Linked DNA regions of Sus scrofa: region 1 is linked to region 2. Evidence: chromatin contacts called from public Hi-C data. All regions are on one chromosome and are shown on one strand. Each heading gives the region's core, a stretch centred on a gene start, on an enhancer-like site or on the middle of the called end of the contact. The rest is flanking DNA. Distances are from core to core; before and after follow the strand shown. Region 1 has its middle 75 kb from the start of CDH5. Region 2 overlaps LOC102162742 (a long non-coding RNA gene).

What was found. A called contact is a pair of places that touch in the nucleus more often than the background predicts.
Region 1: a Hi-C map of embryonic fibroblasts shows a contact between it and region 2, with 2.0 times the contacts expected there. The contact joins two enhancer-like sites. A contact is called at or near these places in 3 of 47 Hi-C or Micro-C datasets (alveolar macrophages, embryonic fibroblasts and epiblast stem cells) and 1 of 2 datasets of contacts at active chromatin or transcription factors (skeletal muscle).

The regions. Positions count from the first base shown.
Region 1 is chr6:27,029,843-27,036,479 of Sscrofa11.1, reverse strand. No RefSeq gene overlaps it. Among named protein-coding and RNA genes, the nearest start is that of CDH5, 75 kb to the left of the region's middle. Within about 2 kb of position 1,794, at least 19 of the 83 cell types and tissues checked have an H3K27ac peak or open chromatin away from gene starts, as enhancers often do. A contact at or near this core is called in embryonic fibroblasts, where this site is marked.
Region 2 is chr6:26,886,850-26,893,718 of Sscrofa11.1, reverse strand. The region is part of intron 1 of LOC102162742 (a long non-coding RNA gene); the gene reads left to right. Among named protein-coding and RNA genes, the nearest start is that of CDH5, 220 kb to the left of the region's middle. Within about 2 kb of position 2,083, at least 13 of the 83 cell types and tissues checked have an H3K27ac peak or open chromatin away from gene starts, as enhancers often do. A contact at or near this core is called in embryonic fibroblasts, where this site is marked.

The DNA of each region.
Region 1 (6,637 bases), core at 545-3,044, 140 kb before region 2:
TCCCTTTATTGCTCCTCTGCGGAGAGGAGGTAGAGGGACCTCCGTCAGGGGCACCACCTCTGTCCCTGCTGGGCTTCTCCTTGAGTGAGTGCTGTATTTCCATTAAGCTGGCAAAGCAGTAAAAATCATTTCTTTCTGAACAGGGGGCTTACACATTCATACTTTTGAAGGCATCTATAAAAAAATGGAAAGGGTGCAAAAGCATGAATCTCCCTCCATTCCAGACCCCAGCTTCCCACTTCCTCTTCCTGGAGGCAGTGATCCTGACCAGCTTCCCCACAGCATCTTGGATGCTCTGTGCACGTTAAAGCCTATGTGGCCATACATCTCCTCTTAAATGCAGAGCGCATTAGACAGCCAGCTCCAGCCCTTTCCTTTGACTCAAAAATATATATATAAAAAAAAGTCTTCGAGACTGTTTCGTATCTGTATGAGGTTGATCTGTCTCCAGCTGAGTAGTTAAAAGCCTGGCTCTGGGGACACTGCTCATGCTTGAATCAGGGTCCATCATTTACTAGCTGGCGACTGTGGGCAAATTGCTTAACCATTTTTTTTGCTCCACTCTCCTCATTTAAAAAACAAAGGTAATAATACTTATTTCATGAAGTCATCATGAGGATTCAAAAACAAAAACGCTCCACACAGGCCCTGGTATGCAGTAAATGCTCAATAAATGATAATTATCAAATCATCCCCTCATTGACTTTAATTCTGAAAAATCACAATGTAAACTTGACAACCCCCCTTACCACCCCCCCCGCGCCTTGTAGAGATGCCATGGCAAAGACACAGGTGCCAAGACCCCTCTTACTTACATCTTGGCTTTGCCACTTGCCAGCTTTGTGCTCGTGAAGAAGTGACTTTTCAACCTCTCTGAGCCTCTGTCTAACCCGTCTGCAGGATGTGAGTAACCATATAACCCCTGCAGGGGTGTTGGAGGGTCAGAGGAGATCCTGGCCACAAAGGCACTGGGAGCAGTGCCTGCCTGTGATACGGGTGACAGTACTACTGGTGACAAGGGCAGTCAGTAGCCTCTGAGCATCTACCATGTGCCTGCCATGAGACGTGTGTGGTCTCACCTGGGTCCCCAGGAACACCATTCTGTCCTTCTTTGAGCACCTGCCACTTACCTGGCACTGTTCTGTGTGTTCTGTGCTTCCCCCTGACACAGCTACTGTATTATCTCCATTTTAGTCAAAAGACTGAGGCTCAGAGAGGTTAGGTCACTTGCATAAGATCACACAGCTGATAAAAATCTGGTTTAGTGCATGTCTGTCTCCAGACCTGGAGCCTAATGGGCTACACCTTGTCACTCACTGGGGCTCAGAGGAGGCTGCTTCAGCACGCCCCCCTCCTCCTCTTCCCTCCCACCCCCTTTCCTCTCCCCTCCCATCCCCACCTCCTTCCTCCTCTTAATCCTTCTTTTCTCCTCTCCTTTGTTAATTTCTCTCTTCCCTTAAGTCCTCCTTCCCCTTTGCCAGGACTCTGGAGGTCTGGGTGCCCTCTGGGGGGCCATCAGAGAGAAATATAACAAGCAGCCCCCTCCCTTCAAGGGGCTGCCCTACCCCAGGGCTGCGGGAAAGGGTGTGTGTGTGTGTGTGTGTGTGTGTGTGTGTGTGTGTTCCTCCTGCATGTTTGCCTGCACATACGTGCTGCCTGGGGACACGGATCCGCTCGAATAGTTGTCGTTTATGTGCGATCCATGTCCGGAAAGGCGGCAAGTCCTTTACAATTGCTCTGCGGAGGCAGGAAGGACAGGAAGCAGGAGCAGGTGTGGTTGTGTGGGAGGCAGCTCCCCAGTCCCGACCGCCCTCCTCCAGGGCCCCGCCTGCGCAGCGGAGGGATCCCTGGTGCCCAAGCCCCTTCTCTGCCCACAGATGTGGCTGCCCAGTTGGCCCTGCCGGCCCAAGCCTCTGCCCACAGGCTGTGTGCCCGGGGCTGGAGGAGGCTGTGGACTCACCCACCTGCCTTTCCCCTGTGGCTTCCGAGCTCCGGATATTTCTGAGCTCCTTGGGCTTATCTGGAAATGGGGCTCATAAGATCTGAATTTGGGTGGATGAGGAGTGAGCTTGGGCTGGCTCAGCAGAGCCTGGGGAAGGGTTTCCTGTCGTGGGTTGAGAGGAATGTCTCAGGGTGGTGGGGGCTGGGGGTCCCTGGCAGGGTCCTTGCCGCCAGGCTCTCCGCTGGCCGCCAGGGCAGGTCCTGGCCACGCACCTCGCACATCTGGAAGCAGTTGTCTCCAGCTGCCGGGCGGGGCTCAGGCTGCGGTCAGGGCTGGCTGCCCGTGCTTTGGAGACCTCGGACCCTCAGACATCCCCTCGGAGCAGGGAGGGGAGACTGGGAGAGGGAAGGGAACGGGATACAGGGGGAGTCGGGGGCGAGGGCTGTCTTTTTGTTCTGAAGAACCTTTTGGCTTTTCCCAACACATCAGAAAATCTGGCCGGGAAACTGTTTTTCTTCTGGTCCCACCCATGTCTAAATCAGGCAAACCTGAGCACACATCTGTTTTTGTTTCTAAAGGAATCAAAGGGAGTCCAGGCCTGTACGGGGTCCTAAAAATACATGTTGAAAACTGCTCGTGTTCCACCCTCTCCCGTGAAAGTTTTGTTTCCATGACTTAAAAATTTCCAGCAAGTTGCCATCTCTGCTCTGACCTTCGGCGGCAGTGGGCCTTGTTAAATAGGCCGGAGTCTCCAAAATCGCTGGGGGGCTGGGGTTGAAATGGGTTGGTCTTTGGTCACAGGACATGGTGGAACCGTCTAGTTCTGCGTCCTCATCTTATAGCTGGAGAAACCACCCCAGAGAAAGTCCAACAGCCCGAATGGTCCCTGAAATGACACGATGTGGGAGGGCCCCTGCCCACCCCCAGAGGACAGACCGGAAAGCATCTTATTTGCCACCATGGAGCGTGTGTAGCCTGTGCAGAATGTGGAGACTTTATGGTGAGAGGCGTGGGGGCTGGCCGAGGGTGGGCCTGCCTCTGTACCCCAGGGTTGGGGTCTCCCAGCTCACTTTCCTGCTGAGTGTTGTGGGTGTCACTCGCCTGGGCCCTCAGCTCCCCATCTGAAAATTATAAGAGTTGTAACCATACTGACATGTGTCATTGAAGGAGCATTTACTATGCACACTTCTTGCATTTCATCCCATTTGAAACGATAGCCCTTTTGGGTGGGTCCTAGTGCTGGCTCCACTCTGCAGATGAGCAAACTGAGGCTCCGGCAGGTTACGTGACTCCACCAAGATGTGGAGTCAGGTGTTGGGCCCAGGTGGCCAGGGGCAGATGGCTACTCTGCCTTTTGCCCTCAAACCCGAGGTGAAGATTCACAGGGCCCCTGGTTGGAGAAAGTAGGGCCCTAGTTGGTGTGTGTGTGTGGGGGCAAGTGGACCAGAAGCAGAAGCCCGGTCTTTGGGCACCTCCCAGCAGGCCCCCCTTCTCTCTTAGAGCCCTGCAGCCTGGTGAGTTCACCGGCCTGCAGACTTCACTGCAGGCAGGGAGGCCCACGGCAGCCCCTTCTTGCTGCCACCCTCGGCTGCCGGCTCTGTTTCCCTCCCCCACCATGGCCTGGCACGCTGGCCGCTCACGTCTCTGCCAAAGCAAAATTAGAGTGTGCAGCTCCTGTGGAGAGGGCGGATTTAACCAAGCCTCCTGCCAGGCCCTTGCAAGTGGCTGACAGGGGTGTGGGGAGGGAGTCCAGGGCCTGAGCCTGCGACATTCCTGGCGACAAGGACATCTCCGGGCTGGCTGCTGGCGGCTTAGACAGTGTCCCCACACTGCGAGCTGTTGGAGGATGGCAGGCGCTGTGCTCCCCTCCTCTCCCGCCTGGCTCAGGGTGGGCGCGTCATAATATTACTGACAGAGGAAGCCGGGACTTCCAGAACACTCCTCCCTGGATTGGGGGCTTGGTGGGGGCCGGAAGGATTGCTCTGAGCCCACTAATGGGCACCGCTTTCTGCTGGTGACAGGTGGCACTTTTCTGGTTTATTATGCTCAGTTTTTTTAAAAAAATTCTCTTCCCTGCGGCTGGGCATTTATCTATTATAGATAAGATAAGGGAGATCAAGTTGGAGAAGGTTATGTGACAGTAATTGGAGGGCCGCTTGGCCTTCCACAGAGCTGCTGTGTGATTTCTGCAGTATGTTTTGTTCTGTGGCACCTGATGAAATAGCAGCTGAAGTGATTTGCGGGTTTGTGCTCTGAGCGCTGGGCGGCGCAGCCCACGGGGCGGGATTCTGCATCTTGGCCTCGGTGAGAAGGTGACACTTCCAAGCCGAGCTCGGGGGTGTCAGCATAGGCAGGACTCCTTTGTCTGGTGTCTGAAGCCGGGGACATCGTCTTTAGCAGCTCCTTGACTCCCTGGCTGCAGAGTGCTGGGCAGAGGTAGGTGGGGTGTGCGGCCTTGGCCGTGGGCTTGGCCGGGCTGTGTTCTGGCTGCAGGCTCCTTGCTGTGTCTGCAGTGGTGAACGCAGCCAGGTCCACCCCAGTTTGGTCCTAGGAGCACAGACTCTCCTGTCCTGCCGTCAATGTCACTCATTTGGTCTCTTCCTCTCGGGTGTAGCAGGGAGGCGGAGGTCAGGCCAGGCTCCACGAAGTGCTGGCTCTGGGAACATGAGTGATTTAGAACAGGCATGGGGTAGAGTTCAAGAGTTTGGCATAAGGAGTTCTGGTTGTGGCTCAGTGGTTAATGAACCCGACCAGCCTCCATGAGGACGTGGGTTCAATCCCTGGCCTTAATCAGTGGGTTGAGGATCCGGTATTGCTGTGAGCTGTGGTATAGGTCACAGACGCAGCTCGGATCCCGAGTTGTTGGGGCTCTGGCGTAAGGCCGGTGGCTACAGCTCTGATTGGACCCCTAGCCTGGGAACCTCCACATGCCCCAGATGTGGCCCTAAAAAGACAAAAAGACAAAAAAAAAAAAAAAAAAAGAGTTTGGCATAAGAGGCAAAAATCTAGAGCAAGTTGAAGAGAATGCAGACTTAACAGTTACCCAGTTTTTATGTTTCTCCTATAATGAGAGGCTCACTCACCAGGAGATGCTGGCTCCACTCTGCAGATGAGCAAACTGAGGCTCTGGCCGGTTAAGTGACTCCACCAAGATGTGTGGAGTCAGGTGTTGGGAGTGTGCAGGATATTCATGCCTGCCCTTCCAGATCATTCCTCATACTGCTGTGTGCCCAGGTGTGCCTGCTGTGGCTGCATCACCCGGGCTCCCCCACCCGGGCTTTGCATTCTCTTTGGTCAGTGGGAGGCAGCAGCAGGGGCTGGGGACTGAGAGAAAGAGCAGGAGTGTTTTCCTGCCCCCTCCCTGCTGAACTGAGGGTTGCCCGTGCCTGTGCCAGGCAGCTACGCTCACAGCTCTCGCCAGGGTCCAGTCCCCTGCCTCCCCTCACCCCCTGAAGCCTAGGGATGCTTCCAGCTCCACCGTCCCAGGTGGTCTGTCTTAAGTCCGCTTGCACTTCTGTCAACTGTCCTTTTAGTGCGTTGAATAGTGCTCCCCAAACCCCAGGACGTGTTGCCATCTTCAGCCCTGGAAACTGTGAAGTGCCCTTATTGGGAAACAGGGCCTTGGCAGGTGTCATTGAGTGAGAGGTGGCAAGATGAGATTGCCTCGCATTATCCAGGAGATGGAGCTTGGGGTGATGCAGCCACAAGACAAGGCCTGGAGCCTGGTAAAGCTGGCGTGGCGAGGAGGTGGTCTCCCTAGAACCTCCAGGGGGTCGCGGTTGTGCCCCCACCTCGATTTCAGACCTCTGGCCTCCAGAACTGAGATAATAACTTCTGTTGTTTTAACAGCAGCCCTCGGAAGTGACTGACTGCATCCACATCCATTTGTTAAACTCTCCTCAGCCACCCTGTTTAGCGCCAGGACCCAGGCTGGTAGAGAGGGCCACGGTTCAGAGGACACAGGCCTGTGGAGAGCCTGGCACCCTGCCCCCAGGTCCCAAGGAGCGGGGTCACACGCCTTGGCCCAGGCTCTGCCCTGGTGCCCTCCGCCCACCCGGTGTCCCCTGCAGCTTGGGTGGATAGTTCCTAAACCCTGTGGTGACTTCCACCTACAGCACGGGCTCTCTGTGGCTGAGGGCGTGCTCCAGCTGCTGGAGGTGCTCAGCCCGTGAGGGGCAGACTGGACGTGCTGGGGGCTGCTGCTCCCAGGAGCCACCAGCCCCTAGTAGGCAGAGGGAGTCCCTCTGGGGAGTCAGTTCTCAGGTGTGGGTGACCGTCTCCTGGAGGTACTTCTATTATTTCTGTTTTAGGGAGCGGGGAGCCCAGGCATGACGAGGGGACCAGCCTGAGGTCACAGGGCCGGGCTCCCAGCCCAGACGGAGCCTGACCTCAGAGCCGGCTGTCACTTTGGCCCCATCCTGGGACTGGCCAGTAAGCACTCAGAGGGGAGGAGCATTCCGTTTCTGAGCCCCTGCTGTGTGTGGAGCACCGAGTCTATGGCTGGTCATCCGGCCCTCTCAAGACCCTGCGGGGTACGAACGGGTGCTGTTCCCATTTAATAGATAAGAAAAGCAAGGCTCCAAAGTTTAAGGAATTTGTTTGAGACGGTTCAGTTGGTATGTGGGGGGGCAGAGCTGGGATCTGGGCTCTGATCCATCTACTCCACCCCCAGCTCCTTCCAGAAGTCAGGGTGTC
Region 2 (6,869 bases), core at 834-3,333:
TGGAGTAGAGTTGACTTACAGTGTTGTGTTAGTTGCAGGTGTACAGCAACGTGAATCAGCTATGCATATACATATATCCGGGGATGGGGGAGGGAGGGCTTTGTCTTTAGTTAACACAGTGAGCTACCTTGATTTGGGGAAGGGCTCTTCCCTGCTCTGGTTCATCCATCTCTGGCTTCCCACTCCAGTCCTTCTCCCTCAACTCTCCATCTTTGGCTCCCATCTTTTCTCTCTGCTCAGTTTTCTTTCTGATGTACCCATGACCCCCAGGAGATTCCCAGCTGTTTGTCTTAGAGTGGTTGAAGTGGAAGATGTCTGCTTGCTGAAATGCCAGGGTCTCCGTTAGCTTTGAACTTGACACGTGTGTACATTCCTTGTCTGGTGGGATTTCTCCCCTCAGCTGCTCCACAGCTCAGCGAGTCTCCCCAGGGTCCCGTTCACGTGCTTCTCTTCACCTTTGAGTCCCACTCGGTGCAAAAAGGATGCTTCTCTGGTGAACTGTCCGCACCAGCATGGGCTCCTGACATGAGTAATCAAAGGCATTGCACGGTCAATCAAACCTATCGATCTTTCTAACTTAGCTGGCTCATTTTATGGAAAACACATGACTAACCCATCAAAAAGCAGATGATCCTCGCAGTGTAAATTTTCATCCGTGTAGAGGAAAATTACATTTTCTTTCCCTTTCTCCCCCTGCTGCCTTCGCTGACATGTGTCCTTCATCCTGCATCAGGGCAGCAGCTCTGTAAGAGGAAAATGAGTGGAAAAGGAGGGAGGGACAGGTGAGCAGAGCATTTAGACACTTTGCAAAAGATAGACAGCAGTCCCTCACTTTGTTAAAAGCAGAGAAGAGGAGTGTCTTTATACAAGGGAGGAACTCAAATAAACAGCCACGGAAATTGCACAAGGAGAGAGGAAGACCTCACACGTTTTGCCCTTCTCCAGGGTACGTGTGCCCAGAGTCCGTTCCTGAGTCTCCAACTTGGGCAGATGGATTTCCAGTGGCCTGTGAGTTTTACATGGATCTTTCCCCAAAGTGTTCTGAAAGGGAGCAAATGAGTGTATTTGGAGTTAGGAACCCTAGATTCTACTCCTGGAGGACATAGAGGTTTTTTACAACCTTGGGCTAGTCAGTTAAGCCCATTGAGATGTGAATTCTGTATCTGAAGTGTGGGTTCTTGGTAGCATTTCTGAACTTGGATGGTTCCTGCGAGATCAAATAGGCTGGTGAGACGCCGCCCTGCCTCCCTCTTGGAGGCACTAAGAGGGTCGCAGGTGTGGTGAATGTGACAGTGTCCTAAAGCGATGGAGAAGAGGTTGCAGTCCTTGTGGCTGAGGCACGGTAACCCCCTGCAGCTGGCTGAGAAGTGATGGTTCTGCTTCCAAGAACTTGGACGTGGGCTGGACAAAGTCTGACTCTAAGCCTCATGCCCACCTTCCATGTCACCCCTGGCCTGGAGACCTGCTCTGCTCCTCCTTTGGTTCCCAGATCATATGCCTGCTAGTTCAGCCTTGGCCACTGGCTCTGCCTGGCTGGGCCTGGACAAGGCTGGGTCTAAACTCTGGTTTTATCTAACATCCTGACCCACTAGGGAGAAGAGACATTCACTCTCAAAGGCCTTTCTTCCAGACTCCTGCCTCCAACCCCACTCCTCAGAGTTCTGTAGCTCTCCCATACTTTCAGGAAACTGAGCTAAAACAAATAATGGACTCCTGTTTTTAATAACCAGAAGGTCAAAAATCTCATGCAAAGGAAGTGATGGTTGCCAAAAATCCAAGCCAAGGGTCAAAATGGGGCTGAGTGTTTTGTTCGCATAACTGTGTAATTTGTAGATTTTGTGCGTGTGTTGGGGCAGGGAGCCTGGACCATGAACATACAAATAGCAAATCTAAATGAGACATTCCAGGAAAATGAGACACATTAAGCTTTCTCCTTTAATATCTGAAACAGAAAAAGCAATTCTTCCAGCAACCACAAGAATGCTTTATTGCCAACAGGGCTATGGCCTCCAGTGGTCAGGCACTGATTCAGAGGATAAGAATCAAAATCCGGGTAATGGTGGGGAGGGCCTAGCATCCTGGGCAGGAAGGAGCGGGGGCCCGTTTAGGGTGTGATCTGTAAACCAGGCTGCTCAATGGTCCGTAAGCCGAAGCTGCGTAGATGTCTGCATGGAGAAGGCTCTCTGAGGACCAAGCCACTCTCAGTGGGGCACCGAGAGGAAGCAGCAGGTGTGTCCAGGGTTCAGGTCTCTGCTCTAGGCAAGTGCAGTATGTACACTGAAGTTCAGGTGCATTGCTGGCTTTGCCTGTTTCTTCCAGATGGTCAGCTGTGGCGCCTTGGACTTGGACCCTGCCTGCCATCTCCAAGTCCAGGGCCGTCTCGGAGACCTCAGAGAGGTCAGTCGATCTCTGCCACTCCTTTCTTTCTAGATGCTCAGGACAAGGCCTCTTGGGCCCTTTGAGGACTGGTAAGCTCCCTTCTCAGAGTTGGGCACTCCTGCCCCATCTAGGGGACCACCTTCAGCCCCCCACCCAGCTGCAGCCTGCAGCCTGTGGGCCTGCCACTCTCTTTCTCTGTTTACAGACACTAATCATTCCCCATGCGATTGAACAACTTAAGCTGTGAAAATTTGATAAGACAATTTAATTGTCAGCTTTTACCTATCTGCTCCGTGTAGCTGGGTTTCTCGGAGGTGAGCTGGCAGTGTGAGCAGAGACACTTAATTAGAGAACGAAAACAATGAAGCTCGATTAGGGAGCGCCAGCAGCACCAACCCTGGACAGATTTCTCTGCATGCCCCCTACACCTGGGGCCCTTTTTGCAAACTTTACTGGTGGTGCCCTCTGGAAGGTAACAAAATAAAATGCAGGTTCCAGACACCTGATGTGTGGTAGGGTGGTAGGTGGCTTTGCAGGGGGCAGCTCTCAACTCTTACGAGGGAGCTTGTTTTGTGGGGAGAAGGGGGGAGCGTTAATGGGAAGATATAATTTGGCTTGTGTGGTCACAGCTCAAGGAGATGGTACCAGCCTCCTGACTGGTGGAGAAGGATGGGGGCTGATGCTGAGGAGTGCATTTGCAAGTCTTTGTGAGTTACTAACAGCTGTTCAGTGGATTTTTGTCTTTTTCTGTGTCTTTGTGAGTAATTCCCATGATGCCGCATCATGGGGGACTGGACCTGATTCTAGACCATGTACCTTCATTTTATTGAATTGAACCCTGTGATAATAATAACTCCATGAAGGAGGCACAAGAATATTTTTTTATTTTTTAATTTTTGGGTCATGCTCGTGGCATATGGAGGTTCCCAGGCTAGAGGTTGGAGCTATAGCTGCCGGCCTACACCACAGCCACAGCAACACCAGGTCTGAGCTGTGTCTTTGACCCACATCACAGCTCACAGCAACTCCAGATCCTTAACCCACTGAGCAAGGCCAGGAATCGAACCCACAGCCTCATGGTTCCTAGTCGGATTTGTTTCCGTTGCACCATGACGGGAACTCCAAGGCATAAGAATATTCCTATTGCGGATGCAGATCCTGAGACTCAGAGAGGTCAAGCAACTTGCCCGAGGCAATACAGCTAGATAGAAGGATCAGGATTTAAACAGATTGTACTAGAGCTGTCGGGGCTCTGCCCAGATCCCCTTACTGATTCTGGGTACCCATTTCAGCTCCACTTTCCTGTCTCTGACTCTCCCAGGAGGTCTTCCCTTGAGCTATTGGCGACCTGCAGCCAGTGATCATCCGCAAAAGGCCAGCTCCCTGCCTGGAGGCAGGCCAGACCCTATGGTGTAATTTATGCTCCAGAGTCCCCCACGGGGCCAGGCCCGAGCTGGAACCTCCCTGACTTCACACCTTGGCTTGACTTCTTCTTCCCTTTCGCAGCTCTTCCTCCTCTCTGTGCCCTGTTTCTTTTCCTTCTTCCTTAGTAAAGCTCTCGCACACAAATTCTTATCTCAAGGTCCGCTTCTGTACCACCTGAACCTAAGTCACGGATGTATGTTTGACCTCTGCCTGCCCTTGCTGGAAGCCCCTAAGTCTTGTCCCTTGTTCCATGTGGTCAGCATATCTCCTAGGCTGGTTTGCGAGTGTGGGAAACATCCAGCTTGGAATTTCTGCATGGACCCAATTTGCAGTAAAATAGGAGGTGAGCCAGAAAGATCTCCTTGGGGGTGAAATTCCTTAGCTTCTCTGGGGCACAGCTTCCTCATCTGTAAACTGGGAATAATAAGCATCTTGATAACAAAGGACTGTTGAGGGGAGTCACTGAGTTTGCATGTGTGAAACCCTTGGCGTTGAGCACAGGCTGCGTGCTCACTACAGGTTCGTGGTTATTACTGGAATTCAAGCCTTGTCATCCCTGTTGGGGTTCAGAAACGAGGTCACCGTGTTGGGTGGTCTCGTAGGGGAGGAACCAAGCCACCTGTTCGGTACACTCTAAGCATTTATTTAAAAACGATTTTGGGGGGTAGAGGATTTTAAAAAGGCCGTTGCTGGATTGATGGAGTATTTGCCTGCCACGGTCAGGAGAAGAGTTTCTAGATTTTGCTGCGAGTGTCAGGTTAACTGCTCATTCTCTCTCCATCTCCCTTTCATTGGTGGGACGAGTTTGCCAAGCATTTCACAAACACCATGAAGGGAAGAGAGAGGATGACGGGAGATGGGCTGAATGTGGCAAACGGGGGGAGCCAACAGCCACAGCGCTGGGCATTCCCCAGACGCCCGCATTTAGGGCCTGATGAACTTAAAACATTTCCCAGCTTCTTAAGACTTGATAAGAGTCGACTGGGGAGAGAGAAGATAAGCTCTTACAAGGGCTAATTTGAGGCTTAGGAAACTTGAACGTGCCTAAATCTTAAATTGTCAGGGGTGGAGCACTGGTGGTCGTGGGGTCCGAGGAGGGGGCGGAACATTCTAACATTCGGGGAGTGGATGGGGGTCCCCGCTACCCGGGGCCCTCCTCCCTCTTTGCAGCTGCTGGGCTGCGGGAACTTGCATTCTCTTTTCTTCCCCTTGTGAGGGCTTAGATGATTTTCCCTTTTGAAGGCATAGAAATAGATGGCTTTGGATTCAGAGCACAGCCTCTGTTGGCTTCTTCCTCCCCGAGATGCCTGGAAAAAAATATCAAAGTGGGGCCTTCGTGGTGCTGTTCCCCTGGCGTCCTCTTGATGTGTTAATGGGTCACGCTCACTGCACTGCCGTCCCTGCTGCCAGAGACACTGTTCCATGGGCAAATCTCTCTCCCTTTCCCCTCAGATCAGGCGGCACAGAGCCAGCCAGGGAGCAATTGGTTTTCCTGTCATGAACCACGCTTGGCTAACTTTTGATCTTTGACAGGGAATTTCCTGCAAAGATACAGACAGAGTGGGGCTCTGATCCCAGCTGCCCTGGGGCGCGGGAGGGGCATTTTGTTGCCATTGGATGGTGTATTCATTTTTTCTGTGGCTTCATAGTGGCTTAAAACAACACCCATTTATCAGCTCATGGTTCGATAGGTCAGAAGTCTGGAACGTCGTGGCTGGTTCCCTGCTCAGGATCTTACAAGGCTGATTTCAAGGTGACTGCTGGGCTGGGCCATGTTCTGGGAGCTCTGGGGAGAATCTACTTGCAAACACATTCAAAGTCTGGGCAGGATTCATTTCCTTGTGGGTGGAGGACTGGGGTCCCGTTTCCTCACTGGCTATCGCTTGGGGGCACAATTTAGGGCAGTAGGTGTTCCTTCTCGTGTGGTCGCCTCCCTTTCCAAGCCAACAAGGGCTCGTCGAATCCTCCTCGGGCTTTCAATCCCTCTGACTTCCTCTTCTGTCACCAGCCAGAGAAAACTCTCAGCTTTTAAATGCCCAGCTGCTTGGGTCAGGCCTACCTAGATCATAACTGTTGTATAAAATCACTTGACATGAAGTTTCTGCTGTGGCACAGCGAGTTAAGGATCCAGTGTGGACTCTGTGGCAGCGCAGGTTTGATCCCAGGCTGGGTGCAGTGGGTCAAGGATCCAGACGAATAAATAAATAAATAAACATATCAGCTGATACGGGACTTTAATTGCATGTTCGAAATTCCTTCCTAGGTTAATGTTTGAGTGATCAACTGAAGGATGGGAATCTTGGAGGCAGGGGGAGAGTCTGCCCATGACTGTGATGAGCTTATGGCTAGAGGACCCAGGTAGCCTTGAAGAGCCTCCCCTGTCCCTGTAAGGTCCCGAGGGAGGGAGGGAGGGAGGAGGGCTCCCAGGGGAGCTTGGCAGACGGGAATGAAGCCAGCAGCATCTTATTCTCAGCAGGGCCTCTGTGGTAACCCCCAGGAAGGCTTCTGCAGAACCAGGCAAGCTGGTGAGTTTTGAGACCGTAGGCTGAGGAATCTCTCCCAAGCTCCTTAGCAACCATCGTTCCCTCTTTCCTTCTTATGTGGCTTCCCAGGACCAAATAGGAACTCTCAAAAGCACGTACAGAGGACATTGCGGCTACTTCTTACAAAACTTAATATTGCCAGATGTCAGTATTTTATATTTACTATATTTATTTACTAAAATGAGTCATTGAAACTTTGAATCCCGGGTGGCATCTTGCAAGCAATTCTCACTCCATCTCTACCAAGGTCCTTCAGAAATACATCTGAAGTAACAGAGGGAGCAAAACCAAGACTGACAGCCCACTAGCTCAAGGCATCTGGGGGCGGTTCCCATAAAGGGCGGAGTGAAGTTGTTCTGGGAGGCATCTATGTTCTCCCATTCTAATCTGAATGACTCCATCAGCTTCGTGGCAGGCAGTCCTCGGCTCTCTCTTTGTCTACAGCGTTCTTGAGTCAAAGGGCCGGGGTCTCATCTCACCTGAGACCTGGGTATCCATCTCACTAAGCAGCAGTTCTGTGTT